Linked DNA regions of Arachis hypogaea: region 1 is linked to region 2. A link is a contact called in public Hi-C data. All regions are on one chromosome and are shown on one strand. Each heading gives the region's core, a stretch centred on a gene start, on an enhancer-like site or on the middle of the called end of the contact. The rest is flanking DNA. Distances are from core to core; before and after follow the strand shown. Region 1 holds the start of LOC112755998 (mitochondrial adenine nucleotide transporter ADNT1-like). Region 2 has its middle 23 kb from the start of LOC112755994.

What was found. Hi-C and Micro-C count contacts between places; a contact is called where the count stands out from the background.
Region 1: a Hi-C map of leaf shows a contact between it and region 2, with 2.8 times the contacts expected there. The contact joins the promoter of LOC112755998 here to the enhancer-like site in region 2. A contact is called at or near these places in 2 of 8 Hi-C or Micro-C datasets (both in leaf).

The regions. Positions count from the first base shown.
Region 1 is chr6:115,147,251-115,151,745 of arahy.Tifrunner.gnm2.J5K5, reverse strand. It overlaps LOC112755998 (mitochondrial adenine nucleotide transporter ADNT1-like), which reads right to left and starts at 3,054. Exons shown (of 8, transcript XM_025804374.3): 1 at 2,827-3,054; 2 at 1,888-1,936; 3 at 1,386-1,549; 4 at 1,252-1,289; 5 at 931-1,043; 6 at 672-788; 7 at 165-503. The coding sequence starts at 2,939.
Region 2 is chr6:115,071,996-115,076,751 of arahy.Tifrunner.gnm2.J5K5, reverse strand. No RefSeq gene overlaps it. Among protein-coding and RNA genes, the nearest start is that of LOC112755994, 23 kb to the right of the region's middle. Within about 2 kb of position 2,826, at least 1 of the 3 cell types and tissues checked has open chromatin away from gene starts, as enhancers often do.

The sequences.
Region 1 (4,495 bases), core at 1,805-4,304, 75 kb before region 2:
ATCGTTCCAGAACCTGCCCCCACCTAAAAACATGGCGAAAGGCACCGCATACTTTTGGTATAAACTGAACTTGCGTACCAATAAACTAAACTCGCGGAAAAATTAATCTAACCGTGGGGCATTATAAGAGAAGGAAGTTATGCAATGCCAAGAGATCAACCGACCTTCACTGAATTGGGTACTAAGCCCTTGTATAATGCTCCAAATCCTTCATGCTGCACAGTTTTCCTGAATGCATCAACCATGCCAGCGTACTCAGCTTTGCTCTTTCCATCACCAGCAACAACTGAAGGAGCATTTTTCCAGCCTACCATCTGCATTCTCCGGCGAATGACATCAAGGGGGTAAGCCACTGTCTGACCAACAGTGCCAGCGGCTGCCCCACATGCAAGCCTTGTGGTAACACTTAGCTCAGAGTCTTTAGCTATTCCAAGTGGATTGGATCGAATCAACCAGTCCGTCAAAGATTCATACACTGAAAAATTGAGACCTACATATGGTATCTGCAAAGCGCCAAAACAAAGTATATTAATGAAGGTGATGAAAATAGAGAAATTTTTTAAGAGCATAAAGAATGATATGAACAAAAGTTTTGGTTCCAAGATGTAGTACAATAAAGGTTAACACAAACTTAATTCAAGAATAAACAAAGTTGTGTACATAGTACATACAACTCCTCCTATGACTGATGGTAACCATCCTTTATACAAGGCTCGAGGGCCTTCTTCCCGGAAAACTGTTGACAGAGCATGAAAAATTCCTCTGTATTGGTGTGGGGATGCCTCTGTCTACAAAATTGTTGAAAATAAATTAAAAAAATATAGCCAGAAAAATAAACAATTCACTATGCTAACTCATCTTCCATAAACAACACTATTAGAAATAATTACAAATGAAGCAAAAATTTTAAGGAATTCCTTTTAATAATACCTGGACAGTTAGCCGACCTCGCACCATGTCCATAGGGTAAGTTGCAGACATGGAAATGATTCCAGCACATGCGCCGGCTCCAAGACGCATAAGAGGACTGAGCTGAGTTGCTTCTGTTTTTTTTTTTTGGGGGGGGGGGGGGGTTGCAAATGGCCATCAATACCAGAAACAAGCTAGACAGCAACACATGATTCAAGAGTAATGCTAACATTGATAGATGCATCTCGGTTAAGAAAATTATAAATGGACAAAACAACAATATGTTCTAATGATGCTCAGATGCATGATAGAGTGATCCAAAGAGAAGTGCTTTCATTTTACCGTTTCCAGTTTGTTGCCGGTAGAGCCACAAAATACCCCTGCATTAGTATTAAGCAACAGTTTCAGGTAGACTGCTATTGGCTTAACACAATGACAACAGAAATAGGATAAGTATCGGAAGATAAAAAACATACCTAGATACTTCCTCGTAGCTTAAGAACTGCACTGCCGAATTTGGGACAATACGGGCACAGTTAGTTCCGTTTCCTTTAAACATCCCTTTAAAACCCTCAGTTCTCCATATATATTTTAAGCCTTGAATAGTTCCTTTGTATTTTATATTGTCACGATTTTGGACCTGCATTTTCAAAAAACACTTGGTTTTATTAACCTATAATCAGAAAAGTATAGAATGAAAACAATCTCCCTAGTCAAAGGCATATTTATCTACATTCTTGCACTGGCTATCCACACACTTTCTCCTGTTCTTTATGAAAAAGAGTGATACATCTAGACAGTGTTTAATAGACAGCGATAATCCTCATAGCATTGAAGAAAATGCTAGATGCAACATTCCTACATAAATGCAACAAAAATCTATTTGGAAGGTCGGTTGGGATGAGGAAGTAGCGATGGAGAGAATGGTTACAACCAAAAATTTAGTAGTAAGAAACTAAGAATCTTAAAGCGAACTACCTGCAGCAGAATCTTTAATCTCTCCAAAGGAGCCACAGCTGTTCGCGACCTATTAAAGAAAGTAAATAACTAAATATACTTAAATGCTTCCCCTTAGCATAATTCAAGATCAAAATTAATCTCATGTATGTGCATCATGAGTTGAAAATATGCTCCATCTATGTCAAGGGAAAAAAATAAAAGGCGCTATATCTATTTATTAGCCTGTTTCATAATGTTTATGAGAAATACTAGTAACCTTACTGACATTTTTATTTTTTAATATTAACACATTCACATGTCCAGTAGATCTTTCCAGCTACTATGTTCCCTTTAAGATGTAAATCCACTTTATAAATAAACTAGTTTGCAAATCAAGGTTTCCCTTCATTATTCCTTTCACATGCTTGAAGCGGAATATTTCAGAAGCATTTGATAGCAAGGAATACGTAAAGGAATTTATCTTTCCTAGATATTAAGCGACTTATGTATGTCTCACGTACATTATCTTCTAATAATCAATACAGTACTTTCTCTGGCATTTCTAATGGAACTTTACTGACCCGAACTTGAAATACAGAAAGGAAGGAAATAATGCACTGAAAGGGCTCAGCAAGATTTCATTACAATGAATATTCTCCAATAAACACGGAAGTCATTCAGAAACCACTAAATAGCACAGACAATTCAGATTTCAATGTAAGGCTTAGTCCTAGCAAAAGATTACGACAAGCGATTTCATGATCTCTAAGATTCAAAGCAAGAGCAACATAAGCACAATAACGACAGTTGAATTCAAGAAAACAGCAAATTCGAGACCAAAACCAGCTCAAAATCACTACGAATATAAAAAATATCGCAAAATCAGAAGAAAAAGAATCAGAACAATAAAAGAGAACAGAAACATATATAAAAGAAAGAAAGAAGCAAAAAATAAAGTGGAAAGGAAGTGACACTCACACTCCACCTGCGATTCCACCAGCGGCAAGAGAGTTGCAGATGCTGAGAAGAGTATGATGATCGGCAAGCTTCGAAGAGTCGGCGGTCTTCGGAAGCGAATCTTGCGACGCCATTGAAGGTAGAACCCTAAGAATGACGTACGGAGAGAGATGAACTCCGAGGGCTATGGTGAGCGAGGTAGCGTTTGAAAAGAAAGGGTATAACAGAATGAGAATGAGAAGAAATGAAATATTTGTGTGCTTGTTCGCGGACTTTCCTTTTGAAAAGGGGCTGTTATATGCGCGCGCGTCTGGGTCATAACTCATAAGTCATAACTTGCGACTTGTGAGCATAATTGTCAAAACCGAATGGGCGATCGAGCTGATGAGGTTACTGAATTACTGGTTCAATCGATGAATTATTGGTCGAACCGATTAATTCAGTATAATTAAATAATTATATAAAATTTAATTATTTTTTATTATAAATATTTTTATTTTATTTTTATAAAAATAATTATTATTTTTAAATTTTAATATTTTATTAATTAATTTATATTTATTGTATTATTATATTATTATAAGTAAAAACTTACATACAGTTAATTTTTATGTGAAGTTGATATTTAAAAACAGTTAGATAATTTGACAAGTTTAACTAAATATCATCTAACAATTTTCAACTATCAACTTCATATCTGCATGTGAGTCTTTACCTATTATTATATACTACAAATATTTATTGAAAAAATAATATTAATAGAATAATAGATATCATATAATCATGAAAGAAAAAATAAATTATGATTAATAATTTTTTTTATCTTTTTAATATATATATATATATATATATATATTAATAAAATTTATATTTAAATAAAATATAATTGATTTAAAAATTAATGACTTTAAAATTAAAATTAATTAAATATAAGTAAATAGAAAATTGCTATATGTATTATAATTTGGATATGTATTAGTCAAAAGCAATGTAGCTTGGTGGTCAGATTGTCCTTCATGCAACCCTGGAGAGAGGAGTTTGAATCTTATGTGAACCATTTTGAAAAATTTTCAACCGATTCGGTTCGGTCCGATTTTCACCGGATTTGGCTAGTTTTAGCCGGTTCGTTATGAGTTCAACCGGTTCATTTCAATTCTCTGCCTTGAACGGTCCTAACCTCGGACCGGACCGGTGCAAAGTTTGGTTTATCGATTTTCTTGTTGAACCGGCCAGTCCGGTCCGGTTTTTTCAACTATGATCCTATATACCTAAACATAAAGCGAATTATTATAACTCAATGCACCCAAACCATATATCCATTAATATTGAACTTGCTATGATAACTCAAATTTATATTCTTAAACACAATTTAACATTTTCACTCCATTATATATTTCGTTGTTACTTCGAAGTATTGAATTAGTTTGAGTGACTTCTCATTTATTTTACACATAAAATAGTTCAATCAATATTTTGTCACCTATTTTATACTAATTTATTTTAGTGAATTTGTACTCTACTTGATAGTTTAACCTTTCTTTGAATCATACATTTTTGTTCTTTTTTTACTATTCACATCTACTTTACTATTCACATCATTATTTTTTTCTTTCATATTTAGTTACATGTGTCACTTAAATTCGTAAATTTTACCTGGTTTTTTTTGTGTGTACAATATCATTACTCATAA
Region 2 (4,756 bases), core at 1,577-4,076:
TTTTTATCTCATTGTAACAAAAGCTTCCGTTTATATAGAGCTGGGAATGTCCTGCACGCTGTTTACCGGGGTGAGACATGTCTCCTGCATGCCATCAGCTTCAGCACGCCCCCCGTGGTGCATCGGGACTCTGCCACGCCAGCTCCACCACGTCATATCGCCCCTGCGTGGTGGTACACGTTGCACCATAGCAGAGTCACCACGCCCCTGCGTGTTGACCGGCAGCTCCACCACCCGATAAATCTTCCCATCCTCCAATATTCTCCCAAAACACCAACTACTTTTCCATAAGAAAAATAATTTTCGGTAAAATTGAGTGAAAAATAATTTTTTTTATTAGATTTTAAAAAATATAATTATAGTATATAATATTTTTTTTATTTTTCACAAAAACTTCACTTTTTTATTATAGCATTATCTTTATAAAATGGCCAATTCTTTGGTGGCTTGTATTTTTATATTGAAATTGTCAAATTTTGTTTTTTTTTTTTTTTTGGTGACATTGTCAAATTTTGTTTGATATATAATATTTTGGGATCGGAAAATTTATCAATAAATTATATATCTAATTGTAAATTATACAGCTTGCTATGTTTTTTTAGATAATTTTTAAATGATTTTGTAAGTATCACACTGTTGTTTAGGCATTGTCAACAAAATATCACCTAACTATCTATATATGCATGGTAATGGTGATGACGAGTACAAGAACGTAGGACAATTACATTTCTAAAATCTATTGTTATTAGAGTTAAAGAACTTAAGTCCTAATATAAAAGATTTTTCATCTTATGCTAATTCTTGAACGAAATTCTAGAATGGAAGAAATAGTTCCATAACTCTAGCTAACATAACATATACATAACTAATCATGGATGCAAGAAAGAGGTGCAAAACCTCGGGTTATTTAAGAATAATTTAATTTGATTTAAATATTTATTGATATTGTTAAACTTTTAATACTATTATATAATTAATAATATCAATTCTCTTATTTTACTAACAATCATTTCAACTTATTTACCTAAATGTGAAACTTATAATTGCAAAAATAATAATCTTGAGTGAATTTCTCAAAATTAAAATAAATATATATACGGCATGATGAGACGGTAGATTATTTATTTTTTGGTTATTATATTGGTGATGAATTTTATGAATTTATTTTTATTATTCTTAATTTAACATGTACTAGTCCCAATATAAATTAGAAATTAGGAGATAAATTGATAGTGGAGGGTTGTCAAGTTGACGTGAGTGGTTACGGTGTCTGTACCCTTCTCATGTTTTCACTCTATAAAGTCTGGATATGGGCCATCATATTATCCCATTTGATAGCTATTTAAGTAATAATTTAACCGCTGGAGATGTGGAGTGGTGAGCTAACTCGTCCGTCAAGATTTGAATTTATGATCTGTATTTAATAATTTATTGGCCAATAATAAATTTTTAAATAAAACTCAAATTCACGACGAACCAATTTTTAACTTGTCGAGTTGAGAAATATTATAAAAAATAAAAAAATAATTAATAATTAAACCTTCCCTTCACGGCTTCACATCATATATATAATCTTTCTTTTTATTATGTTTAGCAACAAAAATCTCCATTGCAAGGTTTACTTTCCAGTTTTGAACCTAAACAAACACTACGTTAGATATAATATTTTTAGTGTAAGCAGTTTCATAATATAATATTAAAAATTATATGACAAAAATTAGAATTTGACTTCTCTATCTTGACCTCTAAAACAAATTTCAACATAAAAAACACTATAGAAAAAGTTTTGGTGTCAATACTTTTTAACTAACAAAGTAGTCAATAATTGATAACTAACAAATTATCTAAAATTAAAAGAATTAAAACATAAAAAAATCAACTTAAAAAATATTTAAAAGAAAAATAAAACTAATTTAGAATATAAAATGTATAATTTAGAATTTAAAATTTAAAATTTTTTATTTAAAACTTAAGATGACGGACAATAATTAGCTGATAGTAGTGATAGGTAATGGTGGGTAAAATTGTAACGATGAGAAGAAAAAGAAAAAAGAAAAAAGAGATAAAAAAATAATTTTATAATTCAATTACTTATAATTCAAATAACTGTAGTATATGCGATAAATAATTCGATATTTTATTATTGTTATAAGTTTATGTGAAGAAAAAACATGATTACTATATATTTTTGTGATTGATAAAATTTTTGAAATATACATATAAGTTCATGAGTTATGTTAGAATTTAGGACGAGATTTAATATTTATGATATTTTATTTATTATTTTATTAAAAAAAATTTTTAAGAATTTAATTTAGAAATTATCTTATTAATTAGGGTTTTAGCTTATTTTTTATGAGTCCTTGTTATGCACAAATGTATGTGTCTTTTTTTTATTGGATTATGCTACGTATATATTAAAATTAGTCACCAGTTAGAATATAAATACACATTACGAAAATAAATTAAACTACATATATATAATATATTTATACACAAATACATTAATAATTGATTTTAGTGGCTAATTTTAATATACGAATAATATTTTTGTTTTTGGTTTGTTAAGCTTGCACAATTATATTTGATTAATAAAAAAATTTGAGTTTAAGTTCTAATCTTTATAAGCATTTTTTTTTTTTTAATTCTTGTTGATGTGTGATCGATATGAATTTTCATTAGTGATATCTTTAAATTTTTTAAGTGGAACTTTTTTTTTTAAGGTTTTGCCTCTTTTTAGAACAATCGGTATATTGTAGCTTTTTTTTTGGACGGTAGTACGTTGTATCTTATTTGCGACATTTAATATTATGTCCAGTGGATTCAAGTTTGGGCTTATCCATGGTGGCCCATTAAGTTTAAAAGAATTTCTCTAATTAAATAGATTGGTCTATCTTTACTAATCCACTTAAATAAGTATTAAAGGTTCAAATCTTGATTTATTGGCCAACAACAAATTTTTAAATAAAAATTTGAGATAAATTAATCATTGATCTTCTGAAATAGAAAATACCTAAAAAAAAATCTCCTCTAACAAATATTTATATATATTCTGATTGTAGTGGGATTTTTGGTAATTTTATTTCTTGTTTTAGGGTCTCTTTAGGACAAATAATAATAATAATAATAATAATAATAATAATAATAATAATAATAATAATAATAATAATAATAATAATAATTATATTATTATTATTATTATTATTATTATTATTATTATTATTAGCAGAAGAAGTGAACAAACAAAGTGTGACAAAAAATTTATGATCAAATTTTCTTATGAACTATGAAGTGTGAATATTTGTTTATAACTTTACATTAAGCAAACTTTCCTTCAGTATAATTTATTTTGCTGGAACTACTACCATATAATAATCATTCAACAAAGAAAGAAAAGTCAAGCAATAATGTTTTTTATATGTATGATATTTTTTTTTTTTTTACTAAAGATAGGAGACTCGAATCCGTAACCTCTTAATTGAGTATGGAAAGATTATGCCATTTGAGCTATAACTCATTGGCTATATGTATGATACTTGATACAATGAGGATAGTATATATTAATGGAATAAAAACTACTATCTTAGCAACCGAAAATAATTTATTATTAACAAAATATTTGAAGTAACAGATTTAGAAAACGAAAAAAGATTTAGCGGTGAGAGATTTAAATTAAGTCTTACATTTAAATTTTATTGTTTTATTTTTAAAGTCTTGCCTTTTTTCTAGAACCAAATATGTATGAATAATGTATTAATGTTTTCGTTTGATCTAGAGGTAATTTTAGAAATTTAATATTAATTATCACCACAATATTAATATTTATTATATTTTATTTGTTAATATTCAACTATGTCGTCTATTATATATATATATATATATTATTGTGTTAATTAATATTTTAAAATTAATTCTTTGTAAAAAATCATAATGTAATTTTTAAAATAATAGCCAAACATAATATATTCGAGTTAATTTTTTTTAACACACAACTAGGAATTTTATATGAATTATTTTAAAATTTATTATATATAAAAATTGAAAAAAAAATTGTTTAGTGCAAATTTAGTATTTTTTGTTCTTTAATTTTAAATATCTTTATTACATTACTAAAACTATCACTTTATCATAAAACTAATTTAGAGTATAAAATTTAAAATTTAAGATTTATAATTTAAAATTTATGGTGAGGGACAACTGGTGGCTGACATTAGTACTAGACTACCAGTGGTGGGTAAAATTGTAGTGCTGAAAATTAAAGAAGAAAAAAGAAAAAGAAAATAAAAGAATAATTTTTAAAAAATGTGGTTCTTATCTTTTTATTGCATTCTTTTTGTCAATCCAATACTGTTGACTAAATTGTTGGTTGAATGGTGGTTCTCTAATATTATTGTATTAATTTTTTTTTGGACACAAACTTTCATCTATACGTGTATATTCATCCACTCATCTTGTTCCTTTTTTCCTTTAATTTTGTTGATTGTATTATAGAATTAATATTTTTTAGTCGAATATAAACAATAATACTTTCTATGTTTAACTTTACAATCAAAGATGAGCTTAATTAATTTTATATGTATTTTAACTGTAACAAAATTAACATTTAATTGTTATTCTTCCTAAAAGAAAGTTATTAACAGCACATTATTATCAATAATATTATTTGTACATACTCAAAAAAGAATCGAAATTAATAAATATGTAATTGGAATGAATTGAATTGGATTTGTTGGACTCATCTAGGATGTGCATGGTT